Linked DNA regions of Mus musculus: region 2 is linked to region 1. The links are chromatin contacts, called in public Hi-C maps. All regions are on one chromosome and are shown on one strand. Each heading gives the region's core, a stretch centred on a gene start, on an enhancer-like site or on the middle of the called end of the contact. The rest is flanking DNA. Distances are from core to core; before and after follow the strand shown.

The links. Hi-C and Micro-C count contacts between places; a contact is called where the count stands out from the background.
Region 2: a contact with region 1 is called in a Hi-C map of cortical neurons, with 2.9 times the contacts expected there. The contact joins the promoter of 4930520O04Rik here to the enhancer-like site in region 1. A contact is called at or near these places in 1 of 15 datasets of contacts at CTCF or cohesin (pro-B cells), 12 of 484 Hi-C or Micro-C datasets (the Ba/F3 cell line, the G1E-ER4 cell line, adipose-derived mesenchymal stem cells and 6 more), 1 of 115 datasets of contacts at active chromatin or transcription factors (kidney) and 1 of 9 other capture datasets (liver).

The regions. Positions count from the first base shown.
Region 1 is chr9:113,979,391-113,984,115 of GRCm38.p6, forward strand. It overlaps Fbxl2 (F-box and leucine-rich repeat protein 2), which reads right to left. Exons shown (of 15, transcript NM_178624.6): 13 at 4,595-4,651; 14 at 68-280. Among named protein-coding and RNA genes, the nearest start is that of Fbxl2, 45 kb to the right of the region's middle. Within about 2 kb of position 1,806, at least 84 of the 459 cell types and tissues checked have an H3K27ac peak or open chromatin away from gene starts, as enhancers often do. A contact at or near this core is called in cerebral cortex, cortical neurons and muscle stem cells, where this site is marked.
Region 2 is chr9:114,366,516-114,370,987 of GRCm38.p6, forward strand. It overlaps 4930520O04Rik (RIKEN cDNA 4930520O04 gene), which reads left to right and starts at 1,809. Exons shown (of 3, transcript NR_040383.1): 1 at 1,809-1,969; 2 at 2,474-2,548.

The DNA.
Region 1 (4,725 bases), core at 556-3,055:
TGGATGTGGATTTCTGGGTCTCCATCTCCCAGCTGCCAAGGAGAGCCTAGGAGGGACTAACACCTACCCGCATGCGCTTGATGCCTGCACGGGTGACCTGCTGGCAGTCGTAAAGCTCCAGTCGCTCCAGGCCTCGGCAGTTCTCCAGGTGCTCCAGCGAGGCGTCCGTGACAAGAAGGCAGTTGTCCAGCTCCAGCACCCGGAGTCTCTCGTGCCCACAGGTGCTGCTGCTCAGGTGCAGGATCCCCTCATCTGTGATGAGCTCACAGTGGGACAAGCTCTGGGGAGGAGAGGCACGCTAAGCTCCAGCTAGGAAAAGTGTCCAGAGTAACTGCTTGCTGTACTGCGGTGTGGCAGTGTCCTCTGCAAAGCACGCGCTGAAGACTCAGTGCCATGTGTGGGAAGGGTCACCATGAATAAACGGAGGGCTGGAAGAGCCGGAGACTACCAACACCTCATCCGACTTAACAGCCTGCCGGGCTTCATTCTCCCCTGTCTAGTGCATAGGAAGTAATCTGCGGTTTTCTCTAAGAGCTACCCCCGACCACGGCTTTCCAACCAGAAACAAGGAAAGATGCTTCAGGGGACAGTTCCGAGTTTACTCCCTTGACCAGTTTTATGGCCCAGTTTGAGTAAAGGTGCCAATAGTAAAGCCAGTAGATTTACTGTCCTTGTCTAAAATGCACAGGGTTGGAAGTGTAAATTAAAAGCACATACTGCTCACAACTGGTAACTCCAGCTACAGGAGCATCCACAGTCCCATGCATGGACCCTAGCACAGACACGTACACACATTAAAAGTACACACATCCATGATTCAGTTGTGGCTATGCAATGAGATCCTGACCTTGGTCATATATCACCAGCCTCTTAGAAGTGGTAATTAAGGTTGCAGAAGTACTAGGGTGAGTTTACATGGCCAAGTTTACTTAATAACTTCAGACTGGACAGTTGCCCCCCACCCATGAAAATAGAAAATGCATATGAGCATAAATGCTGTAAAGAGAAAAGATCCAGTGTCTGAGAGCGACCGACAGGCTGAGCTTGACAGTCCGTGAGCTAATAATGTCAGGTGCTGGGGTTCAGGTAGGAAAGGACAGAATGTGCTTGGAGGCCCAGGCTGGGGGACAAGAATGTCAGGCTCAGAGTGTGGCAGGAGACAGGCCACCATTGGGGTCACAGGAATCAAATGAAGATCACCAAACTTGGCAGCAAACATCCTTCCCATCGAGCCTGCTCATGGGGTTCCCCTTGCAGCCCAGGATCCCTGGGTGATGTTACACTTCCCAGAAAGGCCAGCAGTATAGAACCCTGTTAATTCTTTAAGTGTTAGCAAAAGTTCTATAGCATTTCTACATGTTCCTACATGTACATTTGGGGTAATTTAGGAACTTCCTTAAGGGTTATTTGGGTTATTTTATATCAAGTGAGTTAGACGTTCATTTCGCTCATGTTGTCAGATTTATGTAGTTGTGCCTCCTACAAGTTTAGCATCCATAATGTGAAAATTTGAAATTCTCCAAATCTAAACAATTTTGATTATCACTACAAATAGAACAGGTCACAGTCAGAACACGGTGCAGTAGCAATTGTGAAAGGTGCACGTTAGGCATAAGATTAATTTGTTTCTAGATTTTGGACCTAGCCTCAAGTACTTCATTATCTAAGTGTATATAATGAGACAATCTGGAAGGCCAACACCTTGGCCCCATTTTAGATACAGGACGCTCAGCCTGTATAGACCTGGTGGCAGCTGATTGCTGCTGATACTAGCAGCCTGGCCTGGGGCCTGTTTCCAAAGCAGCAGCCAGTGTTGCTAGGATACTGCTCTGGTGTTTGTGTTTTCCACTCACTGTGCTCTACCGTGTTATGGCCTTTTAATTTGGGCTTTATTTTGCTTTCTTCTGACGACACTGTCCTACTTCACTTGGTATCCTGTCCTCCTGCTCAGCCGGGTGAAGCTTGTGCCAGGATCCCCTTCTGTCTCGACAACATCCTCTGCATGAGGAGAGTCTCGAGTTTACCTAGTGACGCTTCAGCTTCTTCCCTTGCCTGCTGTGGGATCACACCGTTAATGTGGATGTGCGCGTCTGTCTCCCAGCCTTGCCGCGTGCCGGTGCTGTGTGTTCTGTTTAACATACTCAGCAGTGGCACTGTAACACTGAGGACCCACTGTCGTGCTTTCTGTGGTAGTAGATTCATTTTAAATTCACCCCAGTGTCCTCCCAGCACTTCCTGGAGATTTCCATCACAGGATTCTGAGGTGAGGATTCTGGGCCTTTGCCAGTGTCTGCCCAAGGATCCTCGTGAGGAAACTGGCTTTGGTGGTTGGAAGATGGCCCATGATGAGCATCTGCCCGAGGTCTGGTCAGCTTCAACCTACAGGAACATGGTACCAGCTTGGGACTTTTTAGCCCTGTTTTGGTTCTAACTGTGATCCTATGACTGTCACATCTTTTGTCCCTGCTCCCAAGTCACCCCCTTTGTTCTCTAAAGGCTGTGCTCACTTGCCAACACTAGACCACTTTGCTTTAAGGCCGTTCACTGGTTTTTGGTTTTAATTTTCGGAACAGTTCTATGTTCTGTATCTACTCATGAGCACTGACTTTGTTGCTTTTATGGTGTCTTCATAATTTCTACCAGGAACATTTTTCTGAAGTCCACTTTAAAATGTCAAATGTCATGTTAATCTGGACTTGTCATCTGCACACTGCCACCAAACATAAGTCCAGACTGTTCTGTTACATCCAGAATGCTCCGACACCTTCATTACATCTCCTTGCACCAGGCCTATAGTACTGCGTTGTGAGGTAAGGCCCCGTAGTCTGCATCCAATGGCCAAGTCCCCATACTGATCGTCCGATGCCTATGGGGCAGTTGCCTCGCCGCCGTGAGACAGGTAGGTGTTCAGACCCCTTCAGACAGCCTGCCTCAGGTCTGCCTTAGGTCTAGGCTCCCTGTGTGCTCTCAGGTGGTCCTGCAGATTGTCACTCCTGGGCAAAGATGAAAGACTGTCCATTCACCCTTTCCTGGCAGGAAGCATAGCTCTGTTTTGAGTTACTGCCAGGAAGGCTTCTTGGTAGACCATCCTCCCCCTGGGTCCTCTGAGCAGAAACAACAGGTTCTTGGGGATTTGTTCCTGTCTCAGAATCCCTTGTTATCAGCTCCTTTAAGCCTATCTTGGGATATATAAAGCAAAAAACACCCAGTGACTCATTCAATCCCATGGCCCTAAGGTCCCTGGCTGGCTGCCCCATCTTCTCTTGGCCTTCTTAATATTTAAGTAGAAGTGTGTGCCTAGGCACTTAGTTGAAAGTCGATGATAAGGTAAGAAAGTATAAGGAAGATTTTTTTTTTTTTTAAAGACAGGGTCTCTATGTAGTTCTGGAACTCTGTATAGACCAGGCTGGCCTCAAACTCCGAGATCTGACTACCACTGCCCCCTGAGTGCTGGGATCAAAGGTGTGTGCCACCTGCTCAGCCAAGGAAGCCGGTTATCTAAGGAAGGCACTTCCAGCATAGAAGAAAGACTTCTTTTTTCCACTCATTCTGCCTTTTATCTGCCCTACTGGGCTGCTGGAGGAGACACTCACTGCCAGTCTGTCAATCACTGAGTTGGCTGTCCTTGTAAACTTGGGACCCACTATACTGCAAACGCACTTCACATGACGCCTGCACCTGGATTGCCCTCGGTGTACTGGGCTGGTGGGGGGGCTAATGGGGTGTCTAGCATGGGGTCAGGGGCCACATGCTGCTCACCCATGCCTTACACAAAGATTCACGTTCCAGAGCCAGGGTGAGATTGCTGATGCCCACAGTCCAGGCCAGGGGAGCCCTCAGGACACTTTGCAGTGAATAGAGTCAGCAGCCTGTGATGTTTCTCTTCTCCTCGGCCCTGAGTTGTAGTCTCACTGCAGGCCTGATGCTCTGTTCATCATCTTTGGTGGGTTTCATTTTAGTTTCTGAAGTAAGCTTTTTTTTTGATCTTGTTCTTTGAAATATGGTCTCGACATGGCAGCCAGGCTGGGCTCACACCTGAACTCTTCGGGTGGCAGCTTCCCAGGAGCTAAGATCACAGCTGTGCACCTCACACCACCTGACTCACTGTGGTGTCAGTTTAGTTTACTCTTATCTCCCATTTCTAAAAGCAGCCTGTGTAAAAAATGGGACCGCACTGAGAGTGGTATCCTGGTGTTCAGAAACCCCAAGAAAGGCTATCCTGACCTTACAGGACCCCTACACCACGCAGAGGGCCAAGCGAACACGAGCAGGCCCATAGGGTGGCCCCAATCTTTGCTCCTAGGTAATGGGATTTTTACATCGAACTTTCATCTCCCTGACAAGGTGAACATGAGGTTATGTGAATCGATGGGGCTGTGAGTTTCTGTCAGCTTCTCTCCCTCTCTACAACAGAAGTCATGTTCAGATGCCCCACAGCCCAGGCTAGCCCAGCAAGGAGGTCTAAGAGCAAGAGTGATAGTGGCTTTACACAAAGTGAACCCCGTGGCATCTGCTGTCTGTGTGTGTGTGTGTGTGTGTGTGTGTCCTCTCATCCCTAAGGCAGCCTGAAGTCTCACCAGTAGCTCGGACTCACCAGGGCTTGCAGCTTGGGACAGTGGATGGAGAGCTGGACGAGGGTGCTGTCGGTAATCTGGAGAGAGACACAGTCAGTGTGGCTCCTGCACTAGGGCTTAACACCCGGTCCTGGATTCTCCTGAGCGTGGG
Region 2 (4,472 bases), core at 559-3,058, 390 kb after region 1:
TGAGTGCTTTTGCTCTGCTAGGCACTTCCAAAATAGCCTCCAGCCTTACCATGGGCCCAAAGCAATGGAGAGTCCAGTTATGGGCTAGAACCTTCAAACCATCAACCAAAATTTTTCTCTGACAAAAGTTGATTATCTAAATCAGAGGTTCTCACCCTTCCCCGTTCTGCAGCCTTTTGATACAGTTCCTCAGGTTGTAGGGCTCCTCCAACCATAAAATTATCTTCACTGCTAATTCATAATTTCCTAGTTATACGTCATAATGTAAATATTTTTGTAGCTATAGGTTTGTCAATGGCGTCTCCACTCACAGGTTGAGAACCACTGATCTGAATTCTCTTGTTATTGTGATGAAAGCTAACACGTAAGATCAAAAATACATACTAGAAATCATTTTGAAGAAAGCATTCATCTAATGACCTTAAAAAGCTAATACTGTGGCTATGGAGATGGCTCAACAAAGCGTTGGCTTTGCAAGCCCAGGGACTCCAGATTGATTCCCATAGCCACATAAAGATGATGTTAAATGTGGCTGGCCCATGCTTATAATTTCTGAGCTGGAAGGCAGAAACAGAAAGATCTCCTAGACTTGTGCTCAGCCAGTCTAGCCTGATTCCTGAGCTCCAGATCAGTAAGAGGCCCTATCTCAAAGGGAATAAATGGTGCTCCTGAGGATAACACCTAAGGCCTTCAGCCTCTGCATGCACGTGTGTACCTGAGCACATAGATGTAAAGAGAACCAAATTAAGACCACAGGCTTGAAATGTAGCCCAGAGGCACAGTCCTTAACCAGATTCTGTGACAAGCTTTTACCATATGTCATTCTATTCCCTACCTTCTATCTATGGCAAACCTTATGTGATGTTCTTACCCAAACGGCTTTTATTCACTTACTATCATTACTACTGCATGTGTGCATGATGTGTGTGTTGACCTGCATGCCACGGTGCACATATGGTGATCAGAGGACAGCTCTGTGGAGTGTATTCTCCCTTCCATCTCTACATGCGTTTCAGGGATTGAACTGAGTTCGCCTCATTTTCATGGCAAGCACCCTTATCCAGTGAGTCATCTCACTAGCCCTGTTTGCAGTAATTCTGAAATTCTGTCTGGTCAGAGTTGATGGAAGTTTCTTACTGATTGCTTCGGGAAGGTCAAAGACTTTGGTGTGGGGCTGGTAAGATGGCTCAGCGGGTAAGAGCACTGACTGCTCTCCCAAAGGTCCTGAATTCAAATCCCAGCACAAAATAAATCAATCTTGCCGTAAAATAAATAAAGGCCAATTGGTGGCTTTTGACCTGCTGCCTCCTCTGTGAAGCAGAATGACTTCTGAGGATACTGACAGTATAATTGTCCCCAAAGTCTGGTAGTGGGATGGGTGGGGCTGGGTTGGAGGTTGGACCTGGCTGGGCGCCCAAGCAGGCATTGGATAGGGAGCACCGGACAGCGTGGCTCTCTGCAGACCAGCGGCGTCCCCAGAGTGCACGAAGGATAAACGCGTGGCTTTTCCGTTTCACCGGTGTAGTTCTGTCCTCCAAGGTCCCTTCGGCAGAGCGGCTGCCACCCGGGTTAGACTTGGGGTGAGGTCAAGGCCACTCCAGGCCGCCAACCGTCTCGAAGCAGGTGGTACAACGCCTCCAACTGCGGCAGTTCCTTTGAATTTTGACGCCACTCCCACTCCACGTAGGGCTAAGCTGCCTGCCAGACTCGGAAGAAACCGGTGGCGGCGAGCCAGCGGGAGCGCGCGCAGCAACGGACAGGAACGCGGCAGGCGGGCGGCGCGCACCTCCCCCGGAAAGGCCGGGAAGAAAAGACCCACAGCTTTTCCACGCGGTGCTTCAGGAACGGCCGCGCCCCCACGTGCTCTCGGGTGCAATCCGTAACAGAAGGAAGGAAGGACAGCCTCGCTCTGACTGCACCCTAAACTATAAAGGGACCTGCGCGGAAAGCTGAGGGTTCTCTTTGCGCTGTAGGTTACTCTTTTAGGCGACCTGGTGACCAAGCAAAATGTGGGGTTACAGAGTAAATTTAGATGCTCCGGTTCTGCGGAGCAGCCCTCCGCACTTGAGCTTAGGGTACCGGTGTAAACTACCTGGGAGAAGTGCGCAGCAGCAAAAGAGATTTCAGGATTGGAGCCTAGGCCCTGGGGAGATTGGGACTGGGCAGCTTGGCTGAAGGCTGCGTGCGTTCTGGTTCCTCAGTCCCAGTTTGGGTGGGTTCTTACACAGCGGGGTTTGCAGAAAAATATGCAAGGCCTTTTGTGCTGTTTGGAAGGTACTGGTGACACCTAAGTGACATCGGATTATATGCACATGAACCCTTTCACAGGGACCATGGCGTCATCATTCTTAACATCATCAAAGCAGTTGCAAAAAGATACCAAGGTAAGGGAGATACAGCTTAGTTTCCTAATTGAAGTATTAGAGCAATAGGAAGTGGTGTGTGATGCTTAAAATGTGTTTCTTTTCATTAGATGAAGGGGTGCCCAAAGCATCCGAGAGAACTCGTCACAGAAAATAACTTGATTAAAACCTGACTCTTTTAAAAGGTATGTATGAAATCTAGATTGACATTTTTGCCAGCATACATTTTTACTGTTGTGAGATGAGAATCAGCTTCCCGGAAATGTGTTCTGAAATAGTCCTGGCCAAACACTGCAGCTTCTCCTACTCTGGCCTTTTTAATTTGGAGTAGCTGTAGTGAATGCATGGTGTATAAGTTGATTGTACAAACAGTTGTGAGACATACCGGGTCTGAACAGTGATGAACTATATCCCGAAGATGATGACCTGAAGACAGATACAGCTTCTGAGAGAAGACCATCGTGTTTAAGTGAAGTAGTAGTCTTGTTTGTCATGTTTCCCAAGGGCTTTTGTTTGTTTGGGGGATAATCTCTCCTGCTGCGCAAACTGGCCTCGAACTCATTAGGCAGCTGAGGAAGTCCTTGAACTGCAGACACCCCAGCCTGCCCCTCTCACGTTCCGGGGTTCCACCATGTCTGGCTCTCTCTAGCCTTTCTTTTTAATTCCTCTGGTCTGATCAGCCATAGCCACAAGACACTCCCTCTGTAGGGCACTGAGTGAATAGCTGTTACCAAGCAAATATCTGTTCCAGGCCATCTCTGTACTGACCATATTTGTTCAGAGGTTCATTGAGCCACTGGTTATTTCTGGCATGTCTGCATGTCTTTTTTTTTTTAATGACTATTTTTAAAGGCTGTGTAAGGAGGGCAAAGAGAACCTAGGCATAGGTTTTCCAAAAACGTGACAAGGATGGAGGGTGGTGGCGGCAGGAGAACCCTGGAGCGCTGGGTGCTTCTGGACATCAGCTCCTGACCACCTCTCCAGCAGCACTGCAGAAGTGTACACAAGGTGGCTCCTGAAGCTGAGGGTGGGGTTCTGGGGGGGGGGGAGAGAAGGAGGGTCAGAGATGCCAGCAGCATATCCTCCAGGCTAAGTAAGCCAGGGTGTTAGTTACCTGGTCTTCTGTGCTTCTCTGTGTATGCATGTATATTTGTTCGTGGATGGAGACCTGTGTGCATGGGGACCAGAGGACAAGTTAGGGCGACATTCCTCATGTGCTACCTACCGTTTGAAAAAAAAATTGTGTATGAGTGTCTTAGTTAGGGTTTTACTGCTGTGAACAGACACCGTGACCAAGGCAACTCTTGTAAGAACAACATTTAATTGGGCCTGGCTTACAGGCTCGGAGGTTCAGTCCACTATCACCAAGGTGGGAACATGGTAGCATCCAGGCAGGCATGGTGCAGGAGGAGCCGAGAGTTCTCCATCTTCATCTGAAGGCTGCTAGCAGAAGACTGGCTTCCAGGCAGCTAGAATGAGGACCAGTGTCTCCTACTCTGGATAGTGTCAGTTCAATCATGGTTAATCTCCTGTCCCTCATGACGATGCGACTTCACTTTACGACATACTTAAGAATATAGGATAAGGGCTGGAGAGATGGCTCAGCGGTTAAGAGCACTGACTTCTCTTCCAGAGGTCATGAGTTCAATTCCCAGCAACCACATGGTGGCTCACAACCATCTGTAATAGGATCCAGTGCCCTCTTCTGGTGTGTCTGAAAACAGTGATGGTGTACTCAAATACATAAAATGAATAAATAAATCATAAGATATATTTATAGGATAAGCCAGATATAGTGGTACACACCTTTAATCCCAGCATTGGGGAGGCAGAGACAGGCAGATACATGAATTCGAGGCCAGCCTTCTACAGGGTGAGTTCCAGAAAAGCCAGGGCTACATAGTAAAATCCTGCCTCAAAACACAAAATCAAAATAAAAACCCTCGGGGCCATGAGAGTGAACTTTTATTGTTTAATTAAATTACTCTGGTGCTGAGATGCCTTCTCAATATTTACATTTATATTCATCCTGACTGATGCTGCTCACAGCCTTTAGAGACACCTTCTTTGTACCTGTGTGTGTACCACGTGTGTATGTACACCACAGCA